2 separate regions of the Sus scrofa genome follow, and region 1 is linked to region 2. The links are chromatin contacts, called in public Hi-C maps. All regions are on one chromosome and are shown on one strand. Each heading gives the region's core, a stretch centred on a gene start, on an enhancer-like site or on the middle of the called end of the contact. The rest is flanking DNA. Distances are from core to core; before and after follow the strand shown.

Region 1 (5,229 bases), core at 1,964-4,463, 60 kb before region 2:
GCCTCATCTGAGTTTCAAGGCAGAGCAAAGAGAAAGCTTGCTAGGGTTTGGTAAACAGTGAGAAAGGGGCAAGGAAATGGTTCACTCAGGCAGTAAAAGAAGAATCTGTTTTCAATCAGGAAGAAAGGTCGAAAAAGTGGGACAATTCAAACAATCGGGCCCACCCTCCTCATCAACCTAAAAGCATAATTAGCCTAATGAATAGCCTTCGCTTCTAAACTGATAGGCTAAGAAGCTATCAGTGGCTTATAAAATTGAAATCTATAAGATAGGCCCCAAAGGGAATTTTAGATGTAAATCAGGAAGAATTCAGACCGTGAATCCCAAGGCCACTAAGTACAAGGAGAAACAAGTCTAATTGTTTTAATAGCCTTTTGAATAGTTTAAAAAGAACTAAAAGGAGTCTTCTAAGAAGGGAAAGGTGTTACTAGTGCAGATAATAACACTGTCCATGGGGCTCTCCAGGAAGTCAGAGGGAAGGAATGAAGTCTGATTCACCTTTGTTAACTGCCCTCCCAACAACAGAGCCAGGAACCTTCCATCTCGGTGGCAACAACACTCAGACAGGCGCTGATATCCGCCACATGGATACTCATTTTCAAAAGTCACCTACTGGAGTTCCTGTTGTGGCTCAGCAGTAATGAACCCAACTAGGATCCATGAGGATGAAGGTTCGATCCCTGGCCTCGCTCAGTGGATTAAACATCCGGTATTGCCATGAGCTGTGGTGTAGGTCACAGATGGATTGCTCCTTGGATTCCTCCTTGCTATGGCTGTGGTGTAGGCCGGCAGCTGTAGCTCCGATTAGACCCCCAGCCTGGGAACTTCTATATGCTGTAGGTGTGGCCCTAAAAAGACAAAAAAAGAAAAAGTCACCTACAGTACTTACCCACACAGGTTCCCTCCTCTGAAAATCGGTAACCCTCTACACACTCGCAGCGGAAGGTCCCTGGGTGGTTATTGCAGATGGCGTGGCTCCCACACACCGCAGGCTGTTCTGAACACTCGTTGATATCTGCAACAAAGTTTTTTTAAAAATACAGACTTAAAAAAAAAAAAAACAAACCCTGTCCAAACATCATTAAACATTAATACAATACAAAGCACTTGGCCCACAAATGGATCTTTTTTTTTTTCTTTTTTCTTTAGGGCCACAAGTGCAGCATCTGGAGGTTCCCAGGCTAGGGGTCAAACTGGAGCTACAGCTGCCAGCCTACACCCCAGCCATGGCAACACCAGATCCGGGCCACATCTGCAACCTACACCACAGCAACACGGGATCCTTAACGCACTGATGGAGGCCAGAAATCAAACCTGCACACTCAGGGACACCAAGCCAGGTTCTTAACCCACCCAGCCACAATGGGAACATCTATTTTTTACTGTTTTTTTGGCTGTGCCTGCAGCATGCAGAAATTCCCGGGCCAGGGGTCGAACCTGTGCCACAGCAGCTACCAGAGCCACTGGCGTAACAACGCCAGGTCCTTAACCTGCTGAGCCACCAGGGGACTCCTCTGTGCATAATTTTAGGGAATGGTCCCAGGACCTTCCTCCTAAGTAAACATGGGCTTCCCCTCGCTCTCCTGGGGTTGGTAGTTGAGCCTGGGGCCTGCTAACATCAAATGGGCAAATACATGTTAGAAACATATGCAGACAAGTGTCCGGACTCTGAATAAGGTTCCTAAACTAAAGAGCCTAATTCAATATGCTATTGTTCAAAAATATTTCCTTTCTCTCATGACAGTGACAGAGGAAAAAACATTTTGTTGAAAGTCTAATTGTGAATTTTGGAACATGATCTAGAACTTAATGCACTAAAAGGAAAACCATGAACTTGTAAGACTGTAAGCAATGTCCTCCCACATGACAGTATTGTAGCTGCTGCATGAAATACTGGGAAAAAAAAAAAAAAAGATCTGCTTTGGAGCTCGACATGGCTGGGGTTCAAATCCTGACTCCCTGGGAATTCCCATCATGGCTCAGTGGTTAACGATCCCAACTAGAATCCATGAGGACTCTGGTTCGATCCCTGGCCTTGCTCAGTGAGTTAAGGATCCAGTGTTGCCATGAGCTGTGGTATAGGTCGCAGACGTGGCTTGGATCTGGTGCTGCTGTGGCTATGGCTGTGGCCGTGGCCAGCAGCTACAGCTCCAATTGGACCCCTTGCCTGGGAACCTCCTCATGCAGCGTGTGTGACCCTAAAAAGACACACACACATACACAAAAAAAAAGGATAAATCCTGCCTCCTTGGTTATCAGCTTATGTGGTCTTGGGCAAGCTGCCTACCTGCTCAGCCTGTTTCTCTATTGGCAAGTAAGCACACTACTACCATTCACCTTGAGGGGTTCTTCTGAAGACGACAGAAAATGGATGTAAGCCAGAAGGATATAAACCTAGCATACTCAAGAAAGGTAGCTATTGGAGTTCCCTGGTGGCTCAGTGGGTTAGGGATCCAGCGTTGTCACTGCTGTGGCACAGGTTCGATCCCTGGCCCAGGAACTATCATATGCTGAGGGCACAGCCAAAAAAATGTAGCTATTATTATCATTTTTAGGGATTCATCCTACAACAGGGATGGGGTATGGATGTGGTTGATTCTAGAACATGGTCTGCAGATGGCCACTGGCACTGGGGACCAGTCTGTGGCTATCACCACAGTAAGGCTGGTTGCTCCAGACAAGAAATCAAGCTCCCCTGTCATTTCCTTGGTTACCTGTCCCCTGATAGAGTGAAATAAATACAGTCACACAAATTCCTTCTGTGTCAACCTCACTCTTAGAACGTAGTTACTTCTGGCATTTTTTTTTTTTTTTTTTTTTTTTATGGCCACATCTATAGCATAGGGAAGTTCCTGGGCCAGAGAGGTTGAATCAGAGCTGCAGCTGCCAACCTACACCACAGCCATGGCAACACCAGATCTGCAGCTCGCAGCAGTGCTGAATCCTTAACCCACCGATCAAGGCCAGGGATCGAACCCGCATTCTCACAGACACTATGTTGGGTTCTTAACCCACTCAGCCACAACGGGAACTCCACTTCTGGTGTTTTCAGAACCCTTGGAGGTGCGTGTGAGGAAGATTTCATAACAGATGAGACCACACAGCTCCCCTCCCCCTCTCAATGCCTTAATGGGAATCCTTCTCAAGCCTCCTCCTCCGATGGCCAGGCAAGCTGGCCTCTTCATTGCTGAGGCAAAAGCCTTGCTGGCTTATTGGACAATATTGCACAAGACTAGCATTTTTGCCACATCAGCCCCTGGTTTGACCTATTCACAGACCAAACCCTAAGCCAAACGGCATTCAGCTTTTTGAAACTATAATGGAATGCATGTTCCTGTGTTGTGTTTAAGATACAAGATCTCAGACCAGAGGACACCTCTAGGCACAGCTGGAAGGTTACAGAACAAAGCCCCTCCAAAGACAGCCTCTTAACAACTGGAGGTGAGACAGGGGAGGAGGGAGGTTCAGCTTTGTGTGACTTTCCAGCTCCATCCACCAGCTGCTGCTCCCACAACATGGGAGGAAAGGATCATTGCAGCCTCGCTGTCTCTGCATCACAGCCTTCAGAGGACACTCCGGGCACAGATGCCTGGACATGCTGTGCAGACTGCAGGGCTCCCTGGCTTTGACTCAACTGCCAGTGGCAGAGAGCAGCAGTTTTCAATCAAAGGGACAGAACAAAATCACCAGGGGAAGTTTTCCAAGCTTCCTTCCCCACTCCCAGGGAGGTTTATGGAAAGAGAAACTGTGTGTTTCAAGAAAGCTCCTTTGGTGATGGAAAGATGCTTACCCTGCACGCACACCCTACCTGGAGAAGGGCTGGCAAACAGGACCTGGGGGCCCGCAGGATGAGGGAGGGGATGGTCCCCTGGCGCCACCCCCACCTCCATGTGGGTCTACACGTATAATCCAAACAGAGCAACACCATTTTTTTTTTTTTTTTTTTTGCTTTTTGGCTGCACCCATGGCATATAGAAGTTTCCAAGACCAGGGATCGAATCAGAGCCACAGCTGCGACCTATGCCACAGCTGCAGCAACACCGGATCCTTGACCCACTGCACCAGGCTGGGGATAGAACCCGAACCTCAGCAGCAAACCAAGCTGTGGCAGAGACACCACCAGATCCTTAACCTGCTGTGCCACAGTGGGAACTCCATGACACTTTTTTTAAAGCAAAACCCTAGCAATTGTCCTACGAATATCTCATGGTCCTCAGGGTTCAGAAAGTCTTCCTAACGCCTAATTTAAACCCTCCCTTCTGTAAATTGAGGCTAGGACTCTAGTCCATTCTTTAGAGAAAGAATGAATTCTTTTGTGATTAACCGTTTCTCATAGAATACCACAATACCTGCTTGAAGATTCTTGTTTATATTATTCAATAGTTGGTTAACCTCTCTAGGATTTATTTCCTCTCACATAAATAATTCTCTAACCCAACAGGAAAATCCTGGCTTATACTTTACTGCTTCCTTTTTTTTTTTACTTTTTTTCAGAGTGGCTACTTTTTACCTATTTTCAATGACTCTAGATTTCTCCAATTTGCCCTTTTCATAAGCGCCAGGCTCTAGGAGGAGAAGCATCTCACAACTGATTTGTTAAATGCCTTGTGTGTATGCAAAACTACTCAAGGAGAGATTGTCCAAAACTCTGTCTTACAGGCTCCCGGTATAGAAGCCATTCTGCCAGGTGGCAGCACTCTCCGATTCAATTGGAAATCTTTCAAAGGACTTGGGAGGGTCACTCTACAGTGTCTAACCAGCACCAGCCTTGTTTCGGATGTCCTCTGTCATTACATCAATGTACGCCCATTAAATGTCAAAGGCTCACCTCCTTCGCTTCTGAGGCACTTTCCAAGTCACAATAATATGTGAAGTGATCTGCTTAATGCAATTTCCTATCAACAGCTGCTTGTCGCGACGCATTAACACAACGAGGCTTACTTCTTGACCCAGAACAAAGAGCAGCCTGCCTGGGAAGATACCCACATTCCACCGTGCAAATCTTCCAGGACGAGGACTAACCACAGGACAAAAGCGTGTGCGCACAGACGCTTGTCTTTCTGAGCGAGGCCATCCGAGGGTTTTCCACCACAGCCGCAGAGGACATCCAAGAAGCACGCCTACTTGTGCCTTGTGCAGTGAAGCAAGCACTCCCAAGTGCAAAGTTATCAGCAAGCTGGCTGAACATCTGTACAAGCCATTCCTGGAAGCCCAGTCTCTGCTCTCCGT
Region 2 (5,283 bases), core at 1,349-3,848:
TAGAAGTCAGTGGGTCTGTTACCCTAGAGGGAAAAAGAAATGTCGCTTTTATTTTCAGTAACCCCTAACTGATATTTAGCATTTCCTTCCATTATGAATGTAGGCACCAAAACACAGTAGTATTAACACTTAATGACCTTGCCACTAATAGAAGTCACAGATATTCTATCACATTTAACCACTGCAAGGGTCTCAATATTATTTACAGTCCTCATGACCTTGAAAGTTCTGTTACTAGCTGACCCACCACTGGATCCACTGCTACACCTTGCTATTTAATATGGTTAAAAATAAGCATATATTAATTGCTTCCTGCAATTTTTAAAAAATATTTTAATTTGTATTTCAACATAACTGATTTCCTCAGCAGTCCTATGGGGTTTGTTTGTTTAAGGCTACAGGTGCGGCATATGGAAGTTTCCAGGTTAGGGGTCCAATCGGAGCTACAGCTACGGGCCTACTCCACAGCAACACCAAATCTGAGCTGCGTTTGCGACCTACACCTGTAGCTCCCAGCAACGCCAGATCCTTAACCCACTGGATGGGGCCAGGGATCGCCCACATCCTCATGAATACTAGGCATCGATACTACTAGGGTTTGTTTCTACTGAGCCACAACGGGAACTCCCAGTCCTGTGGGGGTTTTTTCTTTTTTTTTTTTTAATGCATTTAAAAACCTACCACGGGAGTTCCCTGGTGGCCTAGCGGTTAAGGATTCCGTTGTCACTGCTGTAGCTCAGGTTGGATCCCTGTCCTGGGAACTTCCGCATGCCTTCGATGCGGCCAAAACCAAAAAAACCAAAAAAACAAAAAACAAAAACAAAAAAACAACCTATGACGGGGTCTTAGGTTTCAGCAGGCTGCGTGCGCAAGGAGCTCAGCGTCAGTCAACCCACACGGGGATTGGAGACTCTGTGGGTGGAGACTTTAAAGGACGCATTCTTCTTCCAGCTCCACGTGGGTGGGTCCCGGGCGCAGTCGCCCCAGCCAAAAGACCAGTACAGCCATTTCATGGGTAGGACAGGCTCCAGCCGCTGATGGTGCTGTTCCCCCCACTTCTGGAATGCACACAGCTTTATATGAAATCCACATGGTGTGCAGCGGCGGAAGGCAATGGCACGAAAGGACTTTACCAAGCTGACAGCGTACCCAGGCTCTGCCAGTTAGAAGGCTCCAGAGAGCGAAAAGGCTCAGGCCCGCTCCCCTTCTGGGGCCCCCATGGTGACAGTGCTGGGCTACAGGAAATTGGATCACCAGGGCGCTCTGCTTTCCCAGCCCTGAACTTTGGAGTGAAAAAAAACTCAACCAGAGAGCAGAATCATTGCCAAGACATATCCGGAGTCCACATACACAAATGCACGGGCTGTCGGTTAAATTCCCCGGGGGCGGAGAGCCGGCTTTGGCGGTCTTTTCCTGCCCCAGCACCTACTGGAGTCCCAGGGCCCGCGCGCCAGCTGCGACCTAGCTCTGGCCTTTGCCCCACGCCTGGTCCCAACCAGACCATCTCCTTTCCTTCAAAGGCAGAAGGCAAAGACAAGACGCGGACGGGCTTCCCAGCGGGCGCAGCTGCCCACAGCCGCGGGAGAGGAAATTCCGCCCGGGTCCCAGAGTGTGGGGTCGCGGGGTCCTGGAGTGAGACAGGGCGCACACGGGGTGGCGCCGACGGGGCGAGCTCCCCAGACCGGAGTGCCCCTCTCGCGACAGCGAACAGGCTGCGGGGAGGCGTCGGAGGCCCGGCGGAGGCGGAAAGCCCACGGGGGCTTGGAAACCGAGCGCCGCACCCCGCGCCCCAGAGGCTAGCTGGTCGCGCGGTCCCCGCCCACGACGCCCACGTCCGTCCGGCTTCGTTGGCGCCCCCAGCCCGCCTGGGCCTTCCTTCCGACGCCGCTTCAGCCTTCCACGCTCTCCCCCCAGATTGCTCCCACCTCCCGCCCGGGGTCGCACTCACGTAGATCGAGTGGATGTTGGATTTGTCGAAGAAGCGGAGCGCTGTGCTCAGCTCCAGGGCTGGGGAGACGAGGTCGTCCCCGGCCTCCAGCTCCAGGTCCCCGTGTCCCGGACCGAAGGGAAAGAGCTCCTGGTGGCTCAGGCAGCCCCCGGGCCCCGCCAGCAGCAGCTGCAGCAGCAGCGCCAGCGTCCACGCAGCCTGGCTCCAGCGGATTGCGGCCAACATGTTGCCGGACTGCTGTCCCGCAAACCAAGGGGTCGGCGGCCGGAGGCTGAGGAAGGCGGAGATGTAACCGGACGCCCCTCAGCAACCCCTCCACGCCTCCGGTCTCCCGAAGTTCCCACCCCGGGAAATAGGGGAGGGGAGGGGAACCGAGGGGAGATGGAGAGGCGCCCCGCCCCGTCCACAGGGCGCGCAGCAGAGGCTACCCAATGGCCGTGAGGGGGAGGGCGAGGGGAGACACAGAATCCCCTCGCCGTTGTGGCTGAAGCGCCCTCGTTCACGGCGGGGTAATGGGCACTGGTGGCCGCGGTTCCTGAAACTAACCCAGTTCCCATCGAACGGCCCCTCCCGGAGGTGGGAGCAGAGCGCTGAGCTCTTCACCATTGTCTTCGGGTCTGGGCTAAGTCATGGGGACCCGGCAACATGGAAATGCTCTGGATTCGGGGACACGCTGCTTGGCGGCGTCCGGAGGTCGGATTCCCCTCACATGGTCAGACTCTGGTAGGAAGAGGGGATAGTGGGTGCTGAGGATTAGCAAGAAGGGAGCAGGGCCATTTACTCGTCCATCCGTTCTCTTAACTCTTGAGTGGAAGTTCGGCCAGAAATAGGAGCCAACACGCAGAGACAAAGTCTTGAGTGTATGACATTATTCAATGTTATGTGGGGTGTGCTCCCTACGTGCCATTAGGACTGGAATAATTGGTCCAGGAGAGCGACTTTGGGGATATGGGAATCAAACCAGGTCTTCTGGAAGGGATAGAGTTCCACCAGGGGTCTGGGGAAGGAACTTTCTGGAAGCTGGAGGGCGTGAGCTCTGGGTGGATTCAAGGGGCCATCTCTCACTTGAGAATTTGGGGGAAGGAGTCCTGTTTGAAGTAAATCCTTTACTATCAAACCTAGGAACCTGATCTCTTCTAACACTGGCGGGAGTGTTCTTGACAAAGGAAGATAGGTGATGTAAGTGGTGTCCTGAATAATGGGTTGATCATTAACTTAGCGGTGGGTTGAAAGAAGAGGCAGAGGTCATCAGAGGACCATTGAGAGGGGAAAAAAAAGTAGTGAGGAAAGAAAAGGTGGAAACTGGGAAGAAATGAAGGGGAAAGGAGGAAAGTTTAAACTGGCTGGAAAGTTTTGAACCTGGAGGATTGCACAACCTCTCCTGCCTTTTAAAGTTGGGGAATGGGAGCTGCAACTTTGAGAGTTTGGATAGGTGTTTGATGTCAGACCTGTTAACTTGGAGGCATCAACAGGGTATCCTCCGTTGCCTCTCACCAGCTAAAATTAAGGGCCTGGGACCCAGTTTGGGATAATTTTTCTAATAATAGCAAATTCTCTATAATATTTAGGGAGCAGGAGTCCTGAACCAGGAGAAAATGTGAAGAAAAAGCCAGTGAAATGCACCATCGTTTTGCAATCACAAAGCCATCCCCCATTTATAGAAGAGGGACAGAGAGGCCCAGAGAGGTTAAATCACTTTGCTACAGTCACATAGCTGGAAGCCTGCATGGGACCCAGGGTGGTCCAGCTCTAAGATGACCTTAGCCACTACATGGTAGCCTCAGTATTGCTACATTTCTTTCTTTTGATGTTAAAGAGTGACTAATGCTGCCTGCAATCTGCTGCAAAATCCGGTGGCTTTTCCTTCATTTCTCTCCCAGAACTGCTTCGCTCAGAGCCTCCTCCGTTCAGCTCCAGAAGCACTTCTTGACTCTAGTCCGTGCGGTTAAGTATCCTCAGCTGCTGCACTGTCTGTCTCTGAGTTTCTGGGCTCCAGCTCTGCCCTTTTCCACAGAGAGAACTCCCTGCAGAGGCACATCTGCTCCTCTCTGCTCACCTGCATGGCTCCCAGGGCTCCAGTGTGTGCTCAGCCAGTTTCCTCCCGCCTGCACCCAGACACTCCCCTCCTTCCTACCCTCTGCTTGACAGCAGAGCCATCTCAGAAGCCATTGCCTGTCCTGGAATGCTCTCACCCCTCTCACGAATTCTCTGCCTTTTTAGTACTCAGATGGCTTCTGAAACTCCTATTGGTCCATGGAACTTTACTCAGCTAATGCAGAAGCAAGAGCAGTTCCCCACATAGCCTGTTCACAGTAGCCTGGAGTCCAGGCTGGCTGAGGCCTGGGCTCTGCTTTTACTACTCACCCTGTGAACCTGGGCAGGTTTCTATGACCTCCTCATTTGCAAGGGCTGTTCCTTTCTACAGTCAAAGGATTGTTATGAGAATTAAGACGATCCATGAAATACTCCTAGCACAGAGCTGAGCACAACGTTAAGTACTTGGCTAGTAGTAAAGCTGTCATTATTGGGAGTTCCTGTTGTGGCTCAGTGGTAATGAACCCGACTAGTATCCATTAGGGTTTGATCCCTGGCCTCACTCAGTGGATTAAGGATCCTGAGTTGCCATGAGCTGTGGTATAGGTTGCAAAGGAAGCTTGGATCTGGCGTTGCTGTGGCATAGGCCAGCAGCTGCAGCTCAGATTCAGCCCCTAGCCTAGGAACTTCCATACACCGCAGGTGCAGCCCTAAAAAGCAAACAAAACAAAACAAAAAAATCATTATTCTCTAAATGTATATTTTTCATGATTTGCACTATTTCCGCATTTACTAAGAATCCACTTTGAGTCAGACCCTCTATTAGGAATTCGAGATATAAAGATCATTAGCTCATAATCCCTTTTCTAGACAGACACAACATTACATAGTGGCATGTTTAACCCATACACGGATAGCAACAGTAGATGCGAATTTAATACTAGTAACGATTGCACAGCTGGTAGTTTTATAGCAAAGATAGGGGAAATGAGATTTGCAAAATTTTTGCACCCGGTTTCACAGTTAGTGGAAGAGCCAGGATTTGGAACCAAACTAATGTTCTTTCTACCGAACCCTCCTGCATTTTTTTTTTCTTGCCTTTTCTAGGGCCACTACCGCAGCATATGGAGGTTCCCAGGCTAGGGGTCTAATCAGAGCTGTAGCTGCCGGCCTACACCACAGCCACAGCAATGCCAAATCTGAGCCGCGTCTGTGACCTATACCATAGCTCACAGCAATGCCAGATCCTTAACTCACTGAGCAAGGCCAGGGATCAAACCTGCAAACTCATGGTTTCTAGT

The links. A called contact is a pair of places that touch in the nucleus more often than the background predicts.
Region 1: a contact with region 2 is called in a Hi-C map of embryonic fibroblasts, with 3 times the contacts expected there. The contact joins the enhancer-like site here to the promoter of NID1 in region 2. A contact is called at or near these places in 9 of 47 Hi-C or Micro-C datasets (embryonic fibroblasts, fetal heart ventricle, heart right ventricle and 4 more) and 1 of 2 datasets of contacts at active chromatin or transcription factors (skeletal muscle).

Annotation. Positions count from the first base shown.
Region 1 is chr14:55,296,990-55,302,218 of Sscrofa11.1, reverse strand. It overlaps NID1 (nidogen-1), which reads right to left. Exons shown (of 20, transcript XM_021073758.1): 10 at 890-1,015. Among named protein-coding and RNA genes, the nearest start is that of NID1, 60 kb to the right of the region's middle. Within about 2 kb of position 3,213, at least 15 of the 83 cell types and tissues checked have an H3K27ac peak or open chromatin away from gene starts, as enhancers often do. A contact at or near this core is called in embryonic fibroblasts, retroperitoneal adipose tissue and subcutaneous adipose tissue, where this site is marked.
Region 2 is chr14:55,236,642-55,241,924 of Sscrofa11.1, reverse strand. It overlaps NID1 (nidogen-1), which reads right to left and starts at 2,598. Exons shown (of 20, transcript XM_021073758.1): 1 at 1,949-2,598. The coding sequence starts at 2,173.